Regions from separate parts of the Oryzias latipes genome. Here region 2 is linked to region 1. The links are chromatin contacts, called in public Hi-C maps. All regions are on one chromosome and are shown on one strand. The core of a region is the stretch at or near the end of the contact, and the rest is flanking DNA. Distances in the headings are between cores, read along the strand shown.

Region 1 (6,897 bases), core at 3,081-5,580:
TCACTCAAAGTGCTGTGCATAAAATACAATAAAATTTAAAAACAAGATGACAAGACAAACCGTGCGACAACCCCCCCCCCCCCCCCCGCAAAAACACACACGCACACACACACACCCACACACACACATAAATAAATAAATAAATAAATAAATAAATAAAAAAGTGATAGAATGATAGAATGTAGAGACCTGGCTTTGTCCTGAGGTGGGAAAACGATAGTTTGGGGACATGTCCACACCAGCGACCCCCCAACCCAAGTTCACGGAGTACACTACCACAGAACCCCCCAGATCCGATCAAAAGAGTCAGACCCAGGAGATCCCACTGCAGCGACCCCGCTCACTGAGAAGGGTCAGTCACTGATGTGGAGGATCCCTCAGAGGGAAACACTGGAGTGAAATAAAATGTAAAAGGAATAAAATTAAAATATATATAAAACATGGACAAAAAACAAATAATTACATAAACCTTAATAGGCATATGAAATAGTAAGAGCGTCTTAAAAATTAATAGAATAAATAAATAAATGTATTTACATACACATATAAAACTAGTTAAAAGAAAAATAAATTAATTAAAATATTTAAAAATAATAATAATAATAAATTAAAAATAATAATAATAATAATAAAATAAAATAAAATAAAAAATAAAAAATCCTAAAATTCAACTAAAAGCTAAATTAAAAAGGTAGGTCTTAAGCCTTCCTTTAAAAACATGAACTGTCTCTGCAGCCCTGAGGCTCTCTGGGAGCCTCTCTGGGAGCCAGGAATTATTCATTCCTTTTTCTTACTTGATCAGCAGTGTAGCAATGATTACTGGGTTGGTGCGATAATGTACTTTGATGGTTATCAATACTTATTGCTTATCTGTTACACGACGTGTGATACATGTCAATGTTAACTGAAATGATGTGAAAAGGAGTAATTATACTGTCAAGAAGGTGGCATCATTTTACAAGATCTTGGTTCATTTTTCGTTATTTTGAAATCAATTTGTCAATGATATCGGAAATCTGTTTGATATATCTGTTTTATTGTTTTTAATTACATTTTTCAATTCTTTTTAAATGCTTAAAATCAATCAAATCAAATTAAATCTTTGATCCAGAGCTTCCCATCAGGCAACTTGTTCCACCACCACCCCTCCAAAAAAAAAAAAAAAAATCAACTCAATTCAAAATAACAGTACTTGTACTTGTAATACAAAAGCAAGTAAAATACTTGACTACAAACAGTTTGAACAAATCTGATTTATAATCTACAATTTGGGAATCAGAGAAATGGAAAACTAAATTTTTTCTCCTCAATTCTAGTACTTCCAGCTGCTGAATAACATTTTTTACTTGTGTATTAAAGGGAAGCATATTTCCATGAAACACCAAAGCTTCCACTGATGTGCACAAACAGTGATGCATGATGCTAATATTTCCATATTTCAAAAGAGTGGCGTGATGCCAGAAAACACTACCTGATATCTAAACCCTGTTGTTACATTTTCAATAAAGACCACCAAAGCCTTTTCTTTTGTGAGTCGTTGTTACTTGCTTGTGTTAGTTAGATATTGCACTAGCTGCGCACACACCACTACTGTCAGCATGGCCACACATGCACCTCACTTCTTTCCTCTATGTCCAGCGACCACTAATGTGCTGATTTTATTGTTTGTTCTGAGAGAAATTAGCACAAATGTTATGAATAAAAGTATCTAAAGGCAAACGGTGAGGAAAAGTACTAGATTTTCAACATAAAAGTACATAAAAGTTAGCTCAAAGCCACAGCTGTTAACGTTGGCCGGTTTTTATCATGAATCCTTGAGTCTTATTCCATGCAAAAACACTTTTAATAGGTAATGATTCCCAAAATATGTGAAACTGAGAAGCCCAAAAGTGAGGTTTTACTGGGGGGGGGGTTAGGGGAAAGGATTTATTATGTCAGTTTAAAATTTCCAACCCTGTCAGAGTGACCGTTTTTCTGCCCTTTAGAAATGTGCAACAAAGGCGCTACTTCACACATTAAAAGAAAAAAGTCCCAGAGATGAATCGTCTTTTAGAGGGTCTTCAAGGTTTTTACAGTTCCTTTTTTATTGCGCAGTGGAAAGATGATCACATGAATCAAGCCAAGCCCTGTGTGATTCCACATGGCTGGCTGATTAGCCCCTTTTTGCGCTGATGGGAAACACATGGCGCCCGCACGGCTTGTTCATTTCAGGACAGTAGATGGGTGTCGTGGCGGTCCTGCTTGTTGGGTTTTTTTTTTTTGGAGCGGCAGCTTTGAAGGGCAGCCATCATCCGATTTGTGCCCCCTCCAGTCCCCACCGGGCTGCTGACTGTTATTTAGCTTTCCAATGAAGGCAGGCCGTTCCCCTGGGAAAGCAAGAGTGTGCCTGCCAGCAGGAATGCAGTGGAGGCGATGGAAGAAGAAGATGGAGGATGGTGAGTGGCTGCTGCTGCTGCTGCTGCTGCTGCTGCTGCTGCTGCTGCTGCTGCTGCTGCTGCTGCTGCTGCTGCTGCTGCTGCTGCTGCTGCTGCTGCGGCGTTTCCCTCTGTGTGAAAATGAGCCCATTAATTCAGCCCCCTCCCCTGCCTTTCCCCAAGCCCTTCCTGTGCCTGTTGTCTCTGTTTGTTAGCGAGATGATTCCTTCTGTCATGTCAAAGGCAACATTATCATATTCTTGTTGCCTGGGAAACCAGCGCAGGCAGACAACGACTTAAAGCCTTTTGCAGGGTTTGAAGCTGGTAAACATGAAAGGTTATCTGCAGAGCTGTGAGAGTTGGAAATATGAGCTGAAAGGGTCTTATTGTTGGAATCTTTTTATGCCACATCTTTCCCTGAGAACCCCCCCCCCTTCCCCTCCCCCCGGTTGTTTGTTAAGGGATCCAGTTTACTGAAATTACACGGTTGCAAAGATAAAGTGTGCAGGTTTCTGTGCAGCTTTGACGCCAGCATTGATTTTTTTTTTATTTAACCCAATTTTCATTCCTCTGAACCCATTCTTGACCAAGGAGATGCCATCAACACCTTCTAATAAACATTTTACAGCTTCCTAATGATCAGAACTAAATGCTTTATTGATATCAAACAGGATCAGCTCACTTCTTTCAGCCTTTTCTTTTTTACAAGCTGCTCCTCTGAAGGATGATTGAGTTGGCAGATATTGACAAATCCCAATGATTACTGTTTACCCCGCTCCTGCATGACACTCCCTTTATCATTTTAGTTAAGCTCTTTAGGTCATTAGGTTGAGTGCTCTGATGGACTGTTCAGCTGGCTATACCCTCTAGAAAAGATCAGCTGGGGGGAAAAAAAAAGGATGATTTTACCGAAGAACAATGACATATAAAAGGAAACGCACATCTTTATGCAGTTACCTGAAAGATAGCCGCTGATTATAGGAGAGAAAACTGAGAAATAACAAATTATTAGCAAAAAAATATGCAGTTTCTAAATGACATGAATCATTCATTCATTCATTCGTCTTCTTCTGTTTGTTCCCCTTGGGGTCACGGGGCTGCTGGAGCCTATCCCAACCACTTATGGGCGAAGGCAGGGAGCATCCTGGACGGGTCGCCAGTCTGTCGCAGGAATCCTTCAGACGCATTTAATTCTAACGTCTTCGTCTGTTAAATACGGGTTCACTTCATTTTTTGAGATTGTGTTTAAAAAAAGGTCAAATTAATCATTTTAGTCCAGCTAAATAACTTACTAATTGTTTTTCTTTGTTCATTAACAAATTGTCTGCTGGTTCAAATCAAAGAACTTGTGTTGCAGGAAGTTAAACATTTTTATGCTGTAGTAATAAAAAGATGATTACATTATAGATTGATGTTCTACTTCAAGCAATCAAATACTAATAGTACACAAAAACATTCCAATCATCAGTCATACATTCATACAAAGACGTATCAAACTAAGGATAATTTGACATTAAATTAAAGATTTCATGAAAGGGAATGGAAGGAAGCCAATTTACACAATCCCACCCCTGTTCCACCGTAACCATTTTATTACATGATTTATCATTATCCGCTTCAAAACTTTATCAGACAGACTGAAGAATCCTTGAGTATCAATAAATCACATGACAAAGAAGAATTACTTAATTATTATTTTAAAAATAACTATCTTAGAAATCAACATGGCAAATGCAGATCAGTTATCTTAAATATATACAGATTACAAAAATCATGCATATGATTAAAAATATTATCCTATACCAGTAGAATAGACATAACACTGTTTCAAAAATCTTCATAGCAAAAATTGATCAAGTATCAAAAGTTAAAAATATGTGCAAATTATGTTTCATTAGGAAATCATGAATCAATTTTTGAAGCAAGTGAAGTAATAAAATTAAAAATCAATCAATTTAGTCATCATCAATAAATGATTAAGTTAGTTCATTAGAAATTCACCTCCGACTTGTGGGCGGGACTGTTATTATGGCGTATGACCGCCCCCACTTCCCATCATACATCTGTTTACAGTCGCTCCCGCTAGCTTACAGTCCCCTCTAATCCCCAAATTAACATTACTGGTGCAACAAAAATGGCGAGGATCAAAACGATCTTATTCAGAGGCAGATGCCACCTCAGTCGAGGAAATCACAGACGCACAGGGATCTAATGTGGATGCATTAGAATGGAGCCGTTGTTGCTTTTACGTCACACTTTTTTCCAACACAATTTGAATAGAAAAGTCCACAGAAATGCAGTTTTGATCCTAATTTTCTGTATATATGCCATCAATCATAAGCACAATGCTACAAGATCATGTTCAAAACACACACCAGTAGCACAGTTTTTCCCAGGAGGGGGTGTTTGTCTGCAGGCTGTCCACGGACCCGGTCCACTCCCCGTGGACGATCCAGTTCCACGTCTTCCTCCCGGGCGCCGTGGCGTGTGACAGTTCAATCCGAGGGGAAGTCCCCCCGTCCTGGGTTTCCTAACCGCTCCCGCGGCTGCCTGTCTACATTGTATCAGTTCCCACACGAACAGGCAGCGCGGTGCTCGTCTTTTAACGGTGAAAACGAAGGAATTAACCTGGATGGAAATCTTTTCGCTGTGGGATTAAATGCAGAAAGGAGTCGGGAGACAACCGGAAATTTGCTGATCCTGAGATCGCAGCGGTAAAAATGCTGTTTTCGCCGCGGACGGTGTCTCGAAGTGTGATGGCAGAAGTCCAGTGAATCGCTGGCCTCCCCTCCTCTCTTGTGTTGGATGTCTTGAGGGTGCGCTGCCGTTGGTTTCTAGAGCTACGCGAATTTAAGGAGGTTTTCTTGTCATTCGGCTCCATTACTTTTATCCCCCCCCCCCCCCCCCCCCCATTGATGGAGCGGACACCGCCATGGACAGACCACGGTTTGGAATAGGAACGTTCAGTTAAGTCGGTAAGTTGGTACATTTTCTTCTTTTTGTTATCAGCGCTAAGACTCGTTAGCCATTTAATGTTAGCCTGGCGTGCAGAGCAGACAGGCAGGCCAGCTTTTAGTCCGTGTAGCAGCCCAGCGTCAGCGTGCGGCAGCAGAGCAGGCTGCTAGCCGCGGCTGCTCTCCAGGCTCATTGTTTCTTCTCTGTAGCTAGCGTTCCACTCCACGGAGCTATGCTAGCTGCTAGCTTCTCCAACTTCTGCCGAAAATACGCAAAAGTTGTCGCGCAAACCGAAGCAACTTAGCTGAGAACCCCGCTACACAAACCACAATGTCAAACCTAGAAGAACACTTCTTCTTTTTTAACATTAACTTTCGAAAACACGTGTCTATCTTTGCCAACCCTGTTCTTTTCTGTTTTTTTTTTTTGTCAGTGCTATGTTATGAACATTAGCAGGACCAACGGGGGGAATGTTTCTCAGTCTGAAGCTTCAATTTAAACATCGCGGTTCCTCATGAAAGTAGGAAAATCAAAACCGTTTTCAGACCAACGTGGCATTCCTCACGTTGTACAACAACTAACTTTTTTAATTTAAAGCCCCAAAATGGTGTGGTTTTGGCAAGTTGCACAACTAGTAGTAAATGATTTCTTGCCCATTTTGCTGGTTCCTTCTGGAAGTTGGTCAAGTGAACCAATCCACTAAATAAGCCTTTTCAGCTGGAAGAAACTCAAACCTGAGCTTTTAGTTTGAGCTACTCTGTTTGGAATGACAGCACCACATTAAATTAACACTATTGAAGCAGTCAGCATTAACCTACAATAATGTTTAAGCTAGTTTGAGTGGTGACAAAAGACCGTATCCCATGTTGCCATGTTTATTTCATCAGTTTTTCACATCTTTTAACATTGTTCCTGCTGTTCAACAGCTTTGACTGGATTCTTGTTGGTCTTCTTTGTCGTCTTAATAAAAATAAAAAGGCAAATAAATGGATTTGTTTAGAGGTTAGGGTCAAGCTCTGTTGTTATTAAACCTACACTATTTGTTTCTAAACAACAATAGTCCAAGTCTTCTTAGTTGCTACTTTCTTTTCCTTGAAGTCCCACTCCGATCATTGTTTTGATCTATATTAAAAGTGTTCCCAGTGGTCTTTTAGTTCTGATTTTTGCTTTTTTTTAAAGCCAAAATCAAAAATCCTGTCATTTTCTAGGGCATAGTTTCTGCAGAGCGCCAGCACTTCATTAGAAATTCACCTCTCAGATGTGGGCGGGACTGTTGGCGTGGAGCAAGTCAACCCCCTTTTCCCTGTCACCCATCTGTTTACGGTGTTCTCCTGCTAGGTTACATCCCCTCACAACCCCAACCTAACATCACCGGTGCAACAAAAATGGCGAGCAATATTGTAGCTCTCTAGTCGTACAGTTTTGAGCCGGATGTTAGCTCAGATGAGAAAAAACCAAGACGTTCATGGATCTAGTAGTCTATAAGTGGATGCATCTACGTAACAAACACGATCTTTTTTAAACAGCG
Region 2 (6,897 bases), core at 2,552-5,051, 120 kb before region 1:
GCCATGAACAATGAACCCCAGTCAAAGGAGTTCTCCGGCAGTCCAGGTGGAAGGAAGAACATCAGTGGGCTGATCAACCCAGACCTCCGACAGGCGGCGCCACAGGCATGTTATTTACTGGGTGCAAGTGTGCGGTTCATGCTTGCTTGTACTTATTTCTGTAAATTCCTCCTTTAGTGGGTGGATGTTGGAGGTGGTGAAAACCACAGCGGCTCCATGAAGCAACGAGTGAGTGTGGAGGACCAGGAGGGGAATGGGCGTCGCAGGCTGCGGCTCCAAGACAAAGAGTTGCAGGAGATCTCTGACGGAGGCTGGTGCCTCAGCATGCATCAGCCGTGGGCCTCACTGCTGGTCAAGGGCATCAAGAAGTGAGACACAGCTGGACGTGCATTCATCTTTTTGGACAATGACAGCAGATGTGACTCCTCTGTATGTGTTCTTGTATAGGGTAGAAGGCAGGACCTGGTACACTTCACATCGAGGTCGACTTTGGATTGCAGCCGCAGCCAAAAAACCCACACCTCAAGAGATCGCTGAAGTGGAGGAAATGTACCGACGTCTTTCTAAGAAAGGTGTGTGCACGGTTTGAAACTGATTGATAAGCTGTGTGAAGCCGCTGTATCTTACAAACAAACTCTCCAAAAATGTTTTCTCAGCTACAGCAGATTCAAAATATTACAGCATAGTACTGTGGAAGTACTAGCTGTTGTTGTTTCCAGCCAACTGAGCCAACCAGCCACCGCTTGTAGAAATGCAAATGTTACTGGTTTATCAGGTGTTTTCCAAAAGATAGCATTGTTTGATCAGGTTTCTTATGTTCAAGTGATACTTGACTTTATTTTATTTTTTAACTGTGATGTAGGTCATCACCACAAAATATTAGGGATCAGAGAGTAAAAAAACTGAATCACAATTGTGTTTTTACATTATTAAGAGTTTTTTGTTTTTCTAAACAAAACCCCCCATGACTTGCTGTCATTGTTGGCATTATTCCAAATCAAATTAAAAAAAAGAAAAGCTCAGATCATCTCCATTTTGCACGTCAGTGGAATTGAGCTTTAATGCTGATGGTTTTAAAAATATTTAACAGACTTTCATAATATTTCATTCAAATGAACCAATCTTTAAAAAAGTGTGGAGTTATTTCATTGGAGACTTTGACATGGTTGATTGTGAATGTTTTCCATCACCATTCCTGGATGGTCAAATCAGTATTTGATCATCTGGAAACAAAGTGAAAAATGTGAAAAAGAGAAGGTTTTTGCACATTGTAATCCTTAATTTTAGAATGCATAAGTCCTTTATTTGTGTCAGAGCAAAGTTAGGTTTTACATTCCTGCAGCAAAGAACGTTATCTTTTGTTACAGATGCTGTCAACAATCAGTCATTTCTCTGCTTTTTTCTGCAGAAATCAAGTTTCCTAAAGACTATCCCGCTGGCTGCCTGTTGGGTTGCATAAATGTGACAGACTGCCTCTCCCAGCAGCAGTTTAGGGACCAGGTCAGTTCATACTCTTATTCTAAGTTAAATCACCACAATGCCACTCCACCTTGCAGCCGTCACACGGAGGGGAATGTTTTTATCTGAAGTATCTGTGAGTCATGTTTCCAGGCTTAAATGAAGTGTCAGCAAATCTGACCTCAATAACCATGTGTTTTAGAATTGCAAGTTATGAGAGGCAGATGCAGTACTGCTGCCCACCTGCAGAGGTCAGGAAGCACCTTAACAGCAAACAGTCTGACAGATTACTCTGTGTCCCACTAGGGGCAGCACACACCTTAGAACAAAACTAACAGGACCCATTCTTCTGCCCCCTTCCCCTCCTCCACAGTGCTGGGTGTTGCTTCAGCGGGATCCCACTTTAAATGTTAAACACACACTGATATGACAATGTGAAAAACTGTGACTCTCTGCTCCATTGCATATATGCTCAAAGCTGCCTTATAAACCTGAAAATGATGTCCCCCAATTCAGTAATTCATCCAGACTCACTCTCTAAATCATTGTCATTTTGTCAAAATGGATTTTCTTTGTGTTAGTCTTTTGTGTGTCATGCTTTCCCATTTAGACTGCTCTTCTTTTTTTTGTACTTTTTTTTTTCTATATTTTTGGGCCATTATTGTATTTCTACAAGAGTAATTCCACTGAAAATGATCATTTTTTAGGGAAAAAAGCACACATCAAGGGACTTGTTTGACATCAACTAGTAAGATCAGATTTCTTTGCCATCTAACCCACTTTTTTGTTATTGAACATTTATTATATTTGTTTCAAACAGGTTAATAATTAGAAGACAATCTATATGATACACATTTATATATACTAATAGTAAAAATAATAGTAAAAACAACAATAATAACAGTGTAAACACGTTTGAAAAGGAGCAGGCAGAAGCCCAGCTTATTAAAAGCTGCTCCCTTAAAATTCAATTCAATTTTATTTATATATATATAGCCCAAATTCACAACAACAGTCGTTTCAATGGGCTTCGTACCGGTGTAGGCACCATAACCATTTGGCCTGCAATAACCGTTCGGGGTCCTTTCGACTGAGGATAAAGTCACACTACGGTAGCCCCACTTGGACAAACTACGTAGCGTGGAGATCTGCTCGGGCTCTACATATTTTCATTTCACATTTCCTTCTGTAACCCAAAGTTATTTACCTTCATAAGTTGTGTCTGACATTATTCTTTGTAGTGTTTATAAAGAGATTTTACCACAACCCACTTTGTAAAAAGATCTGTGGGTGTTAGAATGAATCTGCTGGGATTTATCATTATTTATTATTATTTTTATAATTTATTAATCATAAAAAGTTGTTATTTCGCAAGATAACAACTTTTTATGATTAAAACATTTTCAATCCGAAAACCCTTTTATGTGTACTTATTGATCAAATCTCTGAGTTTTGAATGATTTTTTTGTTTGTAGACACAAGAAAATCTGTGTTGTGAGTTTTACTTGTTCAGGTGTTCTTAGCTTGTGTTAAGATTGTTAGAGAAAAAAACAAGTGTTGTAGTTCTCGGTAAAATTCAAAAACAGTGCACAATTTTTACATGCCGTACATTTACACGTCTTTCATCACTCTATTTGTTTTTTTCTTCTTCTATAAAGACTGAAATGTGTGCAGCTCCATGGTTGCGTTTTGACTGCCGGGACCTGTAAATTTAAGGTTTTTTTTCCCCCTTTTGTCCTCATTCTCCCCTCCACCGCTCCTTCCACCCAGGGCTGTAAAATCATGTTTGCAGGCAGTGTGAGTGGCCTTTCATCCTGTGAAAGGGTGTGTATCTGTATGTGTGTCCACTGGCACTGAGCAGTCATAAATAAAGCCCCCCACGCCACACAAGGCCTCTTTAGAAAAAGAAAAGGCAGATGCATAAAAAAAAGTGCAGCAACCAGAGCGGATTATCCCGGCCAAACGCCTGGTGATGGCGCAGAGCCGTTATTTAAGGTCCACCTTTCTGTGGAAAACGGAGAGCCGATTAGCCATGTAGAAGTTCAATGTTTAATGTTGGATAGGGTCATGTTGTCTTAGTGCGTAGTTGCAAATATCCGCGCTGTAAAGCTAGAGTGGGCGAGATGTGGGATTTACTGTGCTGGCAGTTGTAGGTGGTGAAAAGAGATGTGGTGAGCCATTATTCTTCTGGATCTTCTAAATCTATCTCAAGTGATGTTTGAAATCTTCAGGGAAAGTGCAATGTGGGTGGATCAGGAGAGAAGCACTGAGGCTTCCCAAAGGGTGTTGTAAATACTGAAGCCACTTAATCATTGCTGATCTTGTGCAGTTGCAGCTGTTCACCTTTAGGGGTGCCGTTGCACCAGTCATCTCCACAGCAGCAATACTATTGTGACAGGCAGAACAGAACAAGCGGAAAAAGCCAGCGCAGGGATTTGTTCTGCTTGTCTTGGATGGATTCCTGCCCTCATTAAAAACTGACTGTTGTATTGATCCACTCCCCTCACAATCTCATTCTCTATCCAGCTCTCCCAGCCCCCCTTTGCTACTGATAATTGGCAAACCATTATGATGTGTGCTCTGTTTCTCCATTCTAACCCACACAATGCTCACTCAGGAATGGTTAGAGATGGTTAGAGCCTGAGCTGTCACCATCCTTCAGAGGAGGAAAAAAGAGTAGGTTACAAATTCTTATTTCTTAACATGAGTTAATTAATAAAGATTAAAACAATAAGATTTGGTCGTATTTAAGGAAATTGTTCATCTGGCATCACTGTATTTGACAGTCTATTGATTAAAAGAAGCTTAGTCGAAACTGAAGGTCTTTGTTTTTTTGGTCACAAAACCCTACAACCATCAAACTGTCCATGACCACGTCACAAAGGCTTCCCACATCTACAATCACTGGCCACTTTACTAGGCGCATCTGTCCAACTGCTCATCCATGCAAATTTCTAATCAGCCAATTGCATGGCAGCAACACGATCCATTTATACATGTAGATATGGTCAGGACGATCTGCTGCAGTTCAAACAAAGCATCAGAATGGAGAAGAGAGGTAATTGGAGTGACTGAACGCTGCGTGGTTGTTGGTGCCAGATGGGCTGATCTGAGTATATCAGAAACTGCTGATCCACTGGGGTTTTTACCCAGAACCAACTCTAGAATGGTCTGAAAAAGAGAACATTTCCAGTGAGCTGCAGTTCTGTGGGCGGCGATGCCTTGTTGATTCCAGAGGAGAATGACCAGACTGGTTCCAGCTGATAGAAAGCCAACAAGAACTTAAATAACCACTGGTTACAACAGAGGTCTACAGACGAGCATCTTTGAACGCAAAACACATCCTTGAAGCAGATGGACTACAGCAGCAGAAGACCATACCGGGTGCCACTTCTGTCAGCTAAGAACAGGAAACTGAGGCTACAATTCACACAAACTCACCAAAACTGGACAATAGGAGGTTGGAAAAACATTGTCTGGTCTGATGAGTCTCCATTTCTGCTGCAACATTTTGATGGTAGGATCAGAATTTGGCGTCAGCAACATGAAAGCATGAATCCATCCTTCCTTGTATTATTGGTTCAGGCTGATGGTGGTGTCATGTGTGGGGGATATTTGTTGGCACTATTGGGCTCCTTGGTACCAACTGAGCATGGTGCCAACGCCACAGCCTACCCAAGTATTGTTGCTGACCATGTCCATCTTTTTATGACCACAGTGTACCTTCTTTGTATGGCTACTTCCAGAAGGATAGTGTGACATGTCATAAAGCTGGAATAATCTCAGACTGGTTTCTTGAACATGACAATGAGTTCACTGGACTCAAATTGCCTCCACAGTCACCAGATCTCAACCAAATAGATCACCTTTTGGATGTGGTAGAACGGGAGATTGGCATCATGGATGTACAGCCGACAAATCTGCAGCAACTGTGTGATGCTATCATGTTAATATGGACCAAATTCTCAGAGGAATGTTTCCAGTATCTTGTTGAATCGATGCTACCAAGGAATAATGCAGTTCTGAAGGCAAAAAGGGGTCCAAACTGGTTACTAGCAAACTGTACCAAATAAAGTGGGTGGTGAGTGAATATCTCCTAGATCTCCAATATTAAAAATGTTGTGGGGTTTTTTTTCCAACTAAAGTCTTGCATCAGTAATTTTTTTTTTATAGAAAGGCTGGGCAAATGTCCAAATTGTGCTTTATACAACTTTTATAGGAAAAAAACAATATAGAAAAGCATTTATGCTGCAAAATTGCAAGGCCAGCATTAGTCTGTGTGTGCACTGATGGGATATGAGCCTTTAACCAGTGGCAAAGGCACATCATACCCCATACAGAGCTTGAATTGCGCCATCAACTCACTCCTGTGGTGTAAAAATTGATTGGATCAATCCACAGCCCTAATAAGGGTCTGATTTCTTCTCCTGCTCCAAACACCACATCAGCAGCTGTAGCTGGAAATATCTTGGTGATTGTAAGTCAGCGCAGTTTGACCTTTTGGACAGGTGTGCTGGGACTGAAAGCCCTGATTGTGCCTTGTTCTGTTAATTCATGTGGAAAAACAGAGGCACAGCTTTTTTTTCTATCTGTGCTGCATCTAATCTACAGGCTCCAAGAATTTCTTCACGGTAAAATGTTGTCATAGTGATGCAATGTTTGGTTGAGTCACACACATAGGTCTGTAACTGTAACACAGTGTGTGGTATTTAATGTTTCACAGACAGACATATTTTATTAACCTCGGCTGTGTTGAAGCTTGATACCGGACAGGTTTCACACATAACACACATATTTGAGGTCTGGTTTGTAGTGACTGATTGATAGTAGTGGCTCCCAATGGTAGACTCGGGTTTCACACTCGTCCTTTGTCAGGTGTAACAACCACAGATTGAGGAAAGTTGGTGTTATTTCACCACATGAAAAATAAATGTGAGGTTTTAATACTTTAGTAAGGTTTGAACAAAAATGACAGCTGGTTTTTATTTAGCTGGGTCAGTTACAGAGTCACTGTCAAACTGTCATGGTGGACTTGGACCCTTGAATGAAGCAGTTTTTAAGCCCTTTTTGAACCAGAGCTGTGTTCCATCAATCTGAAACCAACTGAACATGATGGTTTCCTACCTTGAAAAATGGTACCTGGTGCTTTTCCTCTGAAATCTTGTATAAATATTACATTTTTTCCACACTGTAAAGCGTACCTAAAAGCCTGAACCAAAAATAAATAAATACATAAATAAAAATTCTGAGCGACTTAAAAACTGATTAGTTCTGGTTGTGATCATGATGTTCAGGCAATTTTGAGAGGAATACGAGACTCTGTCAATATGTCAATCTGTTTCTTTTTTTTTTTTTTGCAAACAAGGTTGGGTGTTATTTTAAATACGCTAGCAACTAACGGTTCTAAGGTGGCTAAAATGTAGCGTGTTACAAACAAGT

The links. Hi-C and Micro-C count contacts between places; a contact is called where the count stands out from the background.
Region 2: a contact with region 1 is called in a Hi-C map of embryo, with 2.9 times the contacts expected there. The contact joins the enhancer-like site here to the promoter of znf609 in region 1. A contact is called at or near these places in 3 of 5 Hi-C or Micro-C datasets (embryo and fibroblasts).

The regions. Positions count from the first base shown.
Region 1 is chr3:11,270,387-11,277,283 of ASM223467v1, reverse strand. It overlaps znf609 (zinc finger protein 609), which reads left to right and starts at 4,330. Exons shown (of 8, transcript XM_004066872.3): 1 at 4,330-5,389.
Region 2 is chr3:11,384,860-11,391,756 of ASM223467v1, reverse strand. trip4 (activating signal cointegrator 1) reads left to right here. Exons shown (of 13, transcript XM_023952878.1): 8 at 1-105; 9 at 178-368; 10 at 448-572; 11 at 1,409-1,500. Among protein-coding and RNA genes, the nearest start is that of trip4, 14 kb to the left of the region's middle. Within about 2 kb of position 3,801, at least 3 of the 8 cell types and tissues checked have an H3K27ac peak or open chromatin away from gene starts, as enhancers often do. A contact at or near this core is called in embryo, where this site is marked.